2 separate regions of the Mus musculus genome follow, and region 1 is linked to region 2. Evidence: chromatin contacts called from public HiChIP or PLAC-seq data. All regions are on one chromosome and are shown on one strand. Each heading gives the region's core, a stretch centred on a gene start, on an enhancer-like site or on the middle of the called end of the contact. The rest is flanking DNA. Distances are from core to core; before and after follow the strand shown.

The links. HiChIP or PLAC-seq counts read pairs in DNA pulled down with a chosen protein or histone mark.
Region 1: an H3K27ac HiChIP or PLAC-seq map of the NIH/3T3 cell line shows a contact between it and region 2, with 4 times the contacts expected there. The contact joins two enhancer-like sites. A contact is called at or near these places in 1 of 115 datasets of contacts at active chromatin or transcription factors (the NIH/3T3 cell line) and 1 of 9 other capture datasets (embryonic stem cells).

Annotation. Positions count from the first base shown.
Region 1 is chr10:59,753,805-59,758,281 of GRCm38.p6, forward strand. All of the region lies in intron 5 of Micu1 (mitochondrial calcium uptake 1), which reads left to right. Among named protein-coding and RNA genes, the nearest start is that of Gm17059, 44 kb to the right of the region's middle. Within about 2 kb of position 2,962, at least 50 of the 459 cell types and tissues checked have an H3K27ac peak or open chromatin away from gene starts, as enhancers often do. A contact at or near this core is called in the NIH/3T3 cell line, where this site is marked.
Region 2 is chr10:59,308,740-59,313,475 of GRCm38.p6, forward strand. No RefSeq gene overlaps it. Among named protein-coding and RNA genes, the nearest start is that of P4ha1, 12 kb to the right of the region's middle. Within about 2 kb of position 2,117, at least 57 of the 459 cell types and tissues checked have an H3K27ac peak or open chromatin away from gene starts, as enhancers often do. A contact at or near this core is called in the NIH/3T3 cell line, where this site is marked.

The DNA.
Region 1 (4,477 bases), core at 1,712-4,211, 450 kb after region 2:
TTGCTCATTCCATCTGTAGCATCATTTCCCGGGACTGTGCATTTTACATTTTACAGTTAAGAGGATAGGCAAGCTAGGTCACGAGACAGGTCACACAGTAGGGGGCCCGTGGAGCTGTCCTGAGTGCTGTATTCTACTTTCATATGCCTCTTTTAGAATTTGACCTATTCGTAAATAGTGTTAATCCCAAAGATGTGAGAAACACTGCCTACTCAAATCATCATGGCCAAATTAATTAAAGCAAGCAGTTAATTAAAGCAAGCTTTTTAAATGCATGTACATGAGCTGCCTCCCCCTAAGGCGGGGTGCAACAGGTCAGCCTTGGACATGAGGAAGACAAGATATTTATAGCTGAGGGGTAAGAGGTTCCAAATGGGGGATTTGACCACAAGATAGGTGGAGTTACAGGAGCAAAAATAAGGTGGTCACAAGAACATTTTAAACAGAGGTAGGGTTGCAACATGGCCATAAAGTAATCATAGCAGGGTGTTCATGACAACAGGTGGCCATAATAACCTTTTAAAACAAAGGCATGGTTGTCATTTCCTGGAACAGGCAGGACAAAGCCCTTTGTAGTTAAGATTACAGGTGGGGCATAGCCTAATCCTTGAGAAACAGGGAAGGAAGGAACCTAATTTGTCATAACTAAAAGATGGCCTTTAAGCCTAAAATGAAGGCAGACTGATTCATTAATAGGACTTTTTTCTCATCAAATGTTCTTGCCTTATTACTATTTGAATAAAAGTAACAATAGTGTGCTCTGCCCAGTTGTTGGTGGTGATGGTTTTTTTTGGTTCGGGGGTTTGGTTTGGGATTTCAGAATGGTGGATTTTGAGGCGATTGCCCAATCTGGTCTTAAATTTGAGCTGTTCTGCCTCTGCCTTCCAGATAAAGCACAGTTAGAAACTGATAATAAATGAAAATTTTTCATTTCAGGAAAGAAAATATGAAACATGCAAATTTAATAACTGGATTTAGAAACTAGAATCAAGCTGTTCTGTGTCCCACTGTGTCATAATGTGGTCAGCTGGCATTTTGGAAAGTACTGTCTGTCTGTCTTTTTATTGCCCCTGTCACTCTTAAAGTGATCTATCCATGTGGTGTGTAAACTGGATCCCTTCTGATGGTAATCAGGCCATTTGAGTAAGATGTTGTTTCTGTCATGGACAAAACCAGGCATTCTTCTTGCCAGTAATGATTGGCTGTGGGGGATAAAGCATCATTTGAACAGGACTGGTTATGATAGCCTTTTCTTTTGAGCAAAAAGCTCAGAGGGTAATTGAATTATTACAGTGAACCCAGGTGCTGAGTCAGCATTTCCCAGATCCTCTGGGTTGCTGGGGTAGCTCTGTGCTAGAATGTGTGCTTCAGCCTGGGCACGGCTCTGAGTTCAATCCCTGAAAACTTGCTAAAATTTCCATTTTTTCTTCTTCCTCAGAGATTTTCCCATCTTCTTTTGTACTCAAAGGTTTTTAAATCACTTTCATGGTCTTTTTCTTACAAATTAACTTCAGTTATTTTTTTTCCACACAGTATCACTAACTAATAACGAGAACGAAATCTAGCTTTGGCGTGTGACCTCTTTCTTTTCCAAGGCATTTATTTCCGTGGTGTGCGCTCCCGCATCTGATAGCCATGTGTAAGTGACCAGTAGCTGTTATAAAGCATGCTGAACCGGGGTGAGAGATACAGCTCTGTGTCACGGGGTAGCATGGTGCGCAGCAGAGCAAGAGTGTGGACCTCAGACTGTCGTGCCCTCGTTCAGACAGTGGCTCTTCTGTACAGCCGAGGGGCAGCAGCACCCTTAGCTGAGTGTCTCTTGCCTTGCCAGAGAACTGGGGCAGTGAGGACAGTTCGTAGCTGTTTGACATGGTTATGAGCCTGTGCTCATTTTATGGAAGGACCTCCCACTAACGTGTACGCCATCTTTCGTGGGTTTTAGCGGCCCCATACCCTGTGGGTAATTGTTCTCTCCTTAGTTCAGGCACCTAGAAAAGTCTCCCTGTGCTGTCCTTGACTGGTTATTTTGTATAAAGACTCCATTTGCCCAGCGGAGAGGCAAACTCCGCTGTTCACCGGAGCTCATTCCACCCCACCCCTCTACTGTAGATTCCTCTGGGCCTCGGCAGCCCCCACTGCAGACGTGTAAATCGCTAGTGATGCTTGCTTTTCATTCAAGAACTTTCTGAATGATAACTGAGCTTGATTTGGAAAGAGCGGTAAGTTTCAACCAAATTTTATTCCACAGCCAATGAAGTTTACTGATGTAAAAAAAGCTTTTTGAAGCCGCTTGATATTTGGAGCAGAGCCTGGCTAAATTAACTGACCTGAACTACTCCCTCAGATGGCAGCCAACACGGTGACAGCCTTCATTACACAGGACACCCCACCCCACCCCGCTTCAGTGGAACATAATAGAAGGTTCAGGTTCCCTCCCGAACTGCTCCGCTGAACGGCTACCAGTTCTCTGAACTCATCCGGCTTTGGTGGGTTGTGTGTTGGAGTGAATGACACAGCAGGCAGTTTGCCAGAAAGTTGAAGCTACGTCCCCCTAAAATTACGAGACATCCCAATAGGAAACTTCCATTCCAGAAATGCTTTGACCACCCTGGGGACGACGTGGAATCTTTACAACTCTTTTTAAAAAAACATGTTGACTCACATTCTCTGTGATTTGGTGCCGGGAGGTTGTGTTGTAGATCTTTGTTTTCTTGTGCCTAACGGGTGATGGCTAGAACATTTTCGTGTGTTTCTTCTTGTATTTTCAGGTTTACAGTGATCATTTTCACAGGTTGTTATTGTTCCTTCATATGTTGCGTTTTGTGATATATGTGTTTGATTTGTGGGCTTGTTCATATAATCACTGTCGATTTGTTTTTCTTTCTCTCTCCTTCTGATCAGGAGTTCTGGCAGGTACTGACTCGGCAGCATGTGCTTTCGATTAATCACTGCTCTGGAATCCATGTTAATGCTTCCGAGGCTGGGGGTCGGTGCATGCCTCTGGCCTCCCTACTCCCTGCACAGTGGTTTCCATCCCTGACTTAAATTTCCTGTTTTATCTCTAATATGACAATTCAAACACTGCACGGTCCTTGAGAATGTAGAACCCGCTCTAACTCAGAGGGAAATTTCATCAGTAGCTGTTAACACACAGGGATAAGAAATGTTTGTAGGCATTACACTGCATCAGATTTTAATTAATTGGTCATTTAAATGTTAGTATTGTTTGGGTTGTTTTGTTCCTAAACTATCATAGGAACAGGCGACAGTTTGAATGAATAGATGCATTTTTTTCTTTTGAAATTTCTTAATCAGTGCAAATAAGCCATTGCTTGGTTGATCTTTGCTCAATAAAATAGCTTAAGAGGAAGCTGGTGGCTCATTTAGACTTTATTACTTTGCCCCTTTGAGCCAGGGAATGACTGTAGCTTGGGGAAATAAGCAGACACATGGGAAGAACATGTAGGTAGAGCTGGCCGGGAGATGACCAAAGACAGGCAGAACACAGGCATTTTAAATTGATTTCTGCAGGGACTCTCAACTACAGATTATAAATTTTTAAATTTTATTCATTTAAAATTACTCTTGCATTTTTGATGGTTGGCTGCAATAAAAAAAAAATCTAAATTCAACTTAAATAGCAGCATCATTTGATTTGAAGTAATTGGTGATATAGTTAATGAGGACCGCAGGAGTAATCTTTCTTTTCATAGTGCATTGCCCCCTGTGTTCCTGTTTTAAAATGGGGTGGATTTTAGTAGTTCCACATAACTGTGGCATTAACGGTATTCTGAAACAAACAAATACTTTAAAATTTGCATCAAAAGAATTTACTGCTTCAAATTTCAATGCTTCAAATTCTGGGATTTTGTGTCAGAACAGCTAAGGTACAAACAAGTGCTAGCCAGTAGAGAACATAGCTGGGCTCGATCTCCTTGCCTACCAAGGACAAGCCCTGAACTGGGCCTTGCCATAGCACTCCAAACCTTTAAAAAAGAAAGGGTTGAGGCCCAGTCCCACAAGAAAGCCCTTCCCATGGCTCTCAGTGCAGTTAGACAAATGAGAGGCAGCGAAAAGCCCTTTCTCTTCATTAATAACCATGTGCTTTCGATTTGGAAAGACTTGCCTTCCAGGAGATCCATACAGCAAGAGTGAGGAGAAGAGAGAAGAATTAGCAAGTGCTAGAAGTCTCTGGAGCCTGCAGCCCTCAGTGCTCAGCACCAGTCACTGATGCTTTCAGTACAGGAAGTACTAGTTTTGCTTCACCAGAGGTTGGGAATCAGCCATTACGCCACTTGCAGATTAGTGCCTCTGTATAAGGAGGAACACGTAAATTTTGAAGTAGTCTGTATTTTTCTATCCATATTTTCCTGAACCTTTTCTGAGTTTCTAGAATCAGTATCTGAATGCAATATGTAGAAACTGTTTTGCTAAAATTAAAAATTTGAGATATTAACTACTTTTAAATCAGTTTTTA
Region 2 (4,736 bases), core at 867-3,366:
TCACCAGCCCAGGAGATATTTTCTTAACTGAGATTTCCTTGACACTTTAGCTTGTGTCAGGTTGACACAAAACCACCCAGTACACATAATGTTGTGACATGGCTCTTGTGTGAATTGTGTGCCTGTGTTAGCTAGTTTTATGTCAACTTGATACAGGCTACAGTCATCTGAAGGAAGGATCCTCAATAGAGAAAATGCCTCTGTAAGATTAGACTGTAGGCAAGCCTGTAGGGATAGCCCAGCCTGTTGTGTTTTGTGCCACCCTTGGTCTGGTGGTCCAGGGTGCTATAATAAAGCAGACTGAGAAAGCCTTGAGGAACAAGACAGTAAACAGCACTCCTCCATGGCCTCTGTATCAGCTTATGCCTATAAGTTGCTGCCCTGTTTGAATTCCTGCAACAACTGCTTTTGATGATGAAGTGTTAGATAGAAGTGTGAGTGAAGACATTTGGCCATGCCACCATGGCACAACAGGCACCACAAGAGGGCACTGTGGAATGGCAGTCTCCACTCTGTTACAGCACATCGCTGTGTTTGGGCTTTTGTTTTTGTTTGTTTGTTTGTTTGTTTGTTTTCAAGGCAGGGTTTCTCTGTGTAGCTCTGGCCGTCCTGGAACTCACTCTGCAGACCAGGCTGGCCTCAAACTCAGAGATCCACCTGCCATTGCCTCCAGAGTGCTGGGATAAAAGGTGTGTGCTACCACTGAATTGTCAAGTCAGTGAATTCCAGCCTAGTCTTTTGGTAGTTAAAGAAAAACAGTCGGGCTGGAGAGATGGCTCAGCAGTTAAGAGCACTGACTGCTCTTCCAGAGGTCTTCAGTTCAATTCCCAGTAACCACATGGTGACTCACAACCATCTGTAATGGGATCTGATGCCCTTTCCTGGTATGTCTGAAGAGAGTGACAGTATACTCATATACATAACATAAATAAATACATATAAAAAATAAAAAATAAAATAAAATAAAGACAATTGTGTATTTAAAGATACAACCATTCATTGAGCCAACAGATACTTGTTGAAGCCTATCACATGCCAAGCATCATGTTAGAGCTGGAGATCCATTGGTGGATAACTGTTTCTGCCATGAAAGGCTACAGCGTTTGTGCATGTTTGTGTTGCGTATGCAGACAAGTAAAGGGGGTGAGCATTAAGTATGGGAGATCACAGCTTACTTAATCAGTCTTTGATACATTTCAAGAAGGGACATCAGGGAGAAAGGCATAGAAGGCCAGGGGTGTAGCTTAGTTGGTAGAATGTTTACTTAGCGTGCAGGAGAGGAGGCTTTTGGGGTCTATCCCTAGAAGTGCATAAATTAGACATGGTGGCCCACACCTCTAATCTCAGCACTGTGAAGGAAGTGGCTGGAAGATCAGAAGTTCAAGGTCATCTACAGAAACTGCAAGGCAGTCTAAGTTACCTGAGACCCTGCTTCAAACAAAAACATAAACACTGCCACACACTGGAAAATTGGAAGCTTATTCTCTAAGCCTTAAGCAGACTGCTGAATATTGTTTTATGTTATGTAGAACAAGGAGTAGCCCTTAGCAGACGGGAGGAGGAAGTGGTTTACTTGAGGGCCAGACAACTTTAGGCCTTTGGCAAAGAGCCCTGTCCATTTGACAATGACAATGTAAAACGTGGAGGCTCCTATGTTTCTCTTCTAAAGCAAACTGCAGGAACAAATTTGGTGGTAAACACCTGTGACCCTATCTCTTTTGAGGCAGAGGAAGGACTGGGAGAGCTTGAAGGCAGCCTGAATATGAATCAAGGCCTTGCTCATCTTATCCCTCCCCCATATTCCCACTTAACAGCAGACTGCAATGTTATACACTCCCAACACTATCTCTCCAAACAGGAAGTAATGCTAAACAGATACCAAGATTAAAGTGATACTCAGCTGGAAGTCAGGACCACAATGAGCATTTAACATATTCCAAGGTCAAAATGTGAATTGCGGGATCTTATTAGGACAAGGCACACTATTGCAACCATTGGAGGAAGGAAGGCAATTCAGCAAAGGAGAGGTTAATGAAGGGATTCCTCTACATGCTCAGTGGCCAACCAGGCATCCAGCCCACTGAATCTCAGTCCCAGAGCCTCCTTCCTCTCTGAAACTCCGTTTCACTTCACTGGATAGAGAACTGAGATTTCTGGCATTCTTGCCGGGTGAGTTTGAACTCTTGATAAGTTCATTTGGGTGGAAGAATGTGTGGAGCTGCCAAGCTCTACAAATCTTTCAGACAGCCAAGTCAGAGTCTGTTTCTGAACAGGATCATTCTTCTCAAATGTAACTGGGTTTCACCAAAATGTTAAATGCCAAGCATTTTGTACACTCCACAGCATAGCAGTTAGATCTCCACCTGCTAATTACAACACTTGGATACCTAATACCCATGATTTCGTATGTTCAAAAGATGCTAGCTGCATTGCCACCGAACCTGATGGAAGAGGAGAAATGAGACCTGTGAGGTTAGCACAGTAGTTATACACCACATACCATACATACCTATGACATAACCACTGCCATGTTTATAACACTGATCCAAGTCCTAGCACAGTGTATGTGCTCAAATACTTGCTGAATCTATAAGTCATTAAGATAGATTTCATCATGTTAACGACTACTTTGTAGAAGGCAATTATGCTCCTGACAACACTATTTCCCTGTTGGGGAGACAGGTACCCTCCTTTTGGAGTCTGTTGCATTTGCAGCTGGGGAGTGTAGTGCATACCTGTTTCCCTGCACTCTGGAGCTAGCAATAGGATTGCTGAAAGTTCAAGTCTAGCTTATTCTATAGAGCAAAACCTTATCTTCAAAATTAATCAATATGATACCATGGGTGCTGGCTAGTTTTATGACTTAGCTGAAAGGAGGGAACCTCAGTTGAGAAAATACCTTCCTCAGATCTGGCTGTAGAGCATTTTTTAAATTAGTGATTGATGGGAGAGGGCCCAACGCATTATGGGTGATGCTGTCCCTGGGCTGCTGATCCTTCATTCTATAAGAAAGAAGGCTGAGAGAACCATATTGAAATAAGCCAGTAAGCAGCATCCCTCCATGGCCTCTAAATCAGCTCCTGCCTCCAGGTCCCTGTTCTGTTTGAGGATCCTGATGGATCTGCCACTGAAGGAGTTATATTTAGTATAGCTTACAAAATTAGGATGCAAGTTGCTGCACCCAACAATTGAGTTATCTATTAATTCTGAACTAAGTTTGTGTGCTGTTTTCCTTCACACGATGACTCAACTAGGTTCCAGAGAGAAAGATTTGGCAGCAAAGTGTGGGTTTGCAAGAAGTACACCCCAAAAGGCCATGGGAATTTGGAAGCGTGGGGCTGGCGTGGTAATGACCCACCAGTGGGAACTTATCGAGCTGGGTGGAGAGATTTCAGAACCTCGGGTCAGAGAGTCTGCCAAGATGAGAACAAAGCCCACTGGTGTCTTGCCAGTGATAGCATGGATTGCATTTTTTATTTATTATTATTTCACACTACAAGTTCCTGTCCTGACTTTCTTTGATGATGAACAGTGATGTGATGTGGAAGTGTAACCCAATAAACCCTGTCTTCCCAAAGTTTCTTTGATCATGGTGTTTTATCACAGTAATAGTAACCCTGATTAAGATTTCATCTGATGACTGATTATAGAGTCCTAGGAGCTGGGTACAATAGTATGGTCCTATACTACTAGACAGTCAGAAAGCTAAAAAAATAAAAAATAAAAAATGCTTGCCTTCATTTGACTGTCAAGGGTTCATTAAAAATTCTGCTGACTTCCAGTTCATCTTCTGAAGTCTAAGTCATGTGTTATAATTCTTCTTGGAATTAAGAGGATGTAGTTACCATGTGGCCTTAGCTGTCTGACATGCTCAAAAACTAATGTTTTACTAGTTATTGCACCCTGGCCCTGTTGTGTGTAACTTTGAGCTACCCCACCTATGCTTTGGGAAGGGGCCACACTACCCAACCCCAACAAGCTTCCCTTGAAAACATGGATAAAACACACACACACACACACACACACAGTTTTTCCTTTTCAACTTGCCTTCTTGACACAATTGATGTGTGCCACTATCTCCTGCCTGGAAAAAAAACATGCCCTTACCGTTACTCTGAGCTCTGCACCTCTCACACAACCTAAACTTTAGTGGCTAGTCCCGTCTAGCCCCTGCTAAACGCCCCTCCACCCACCTATAGTCGTGGCCTGTGTGGCCTCTTTGTTTTGAGATCTCACATGGCTTTTCAATTCTTCTCCATCAGAAGCGTGGCAACTCCTCTGCTCCCTTGTGTCTGTCTCTCTACTTGCCTCCCAGGACCCAGAAGTACCACCTCTTCCTTCTGCCCAGTAATTGGTCCATGGTTTCTTTACTGACAGATCAAGAACCAACTGGGGAACAGGACCTTACCATCAGAACTACAGGGCCCCATTTTAAGGTTAAAAGCAAATTATTATTTCTTAGGTTATTATTATTTATTATTATTCTTTATTATTTATTATTATTATTTCAAGGTTATTATTTCTCTCCATAACCCTTCTATCTTTATTTTGGTTTTCTGAGACAGAGCTTCACTATGTAGCCCTGCCTGGCCTAGAACTCACTATGTGTATAAATCTGGCATCAAACTTAATAACTGTCTTCTTGACTCTTCTTCCTAAGTGCTGGAATAACAGCCATTTGCCAACCTGCTCTGCTTCTCTGACATTTTAAATCAGAAGTGGTATTAACACCAGAT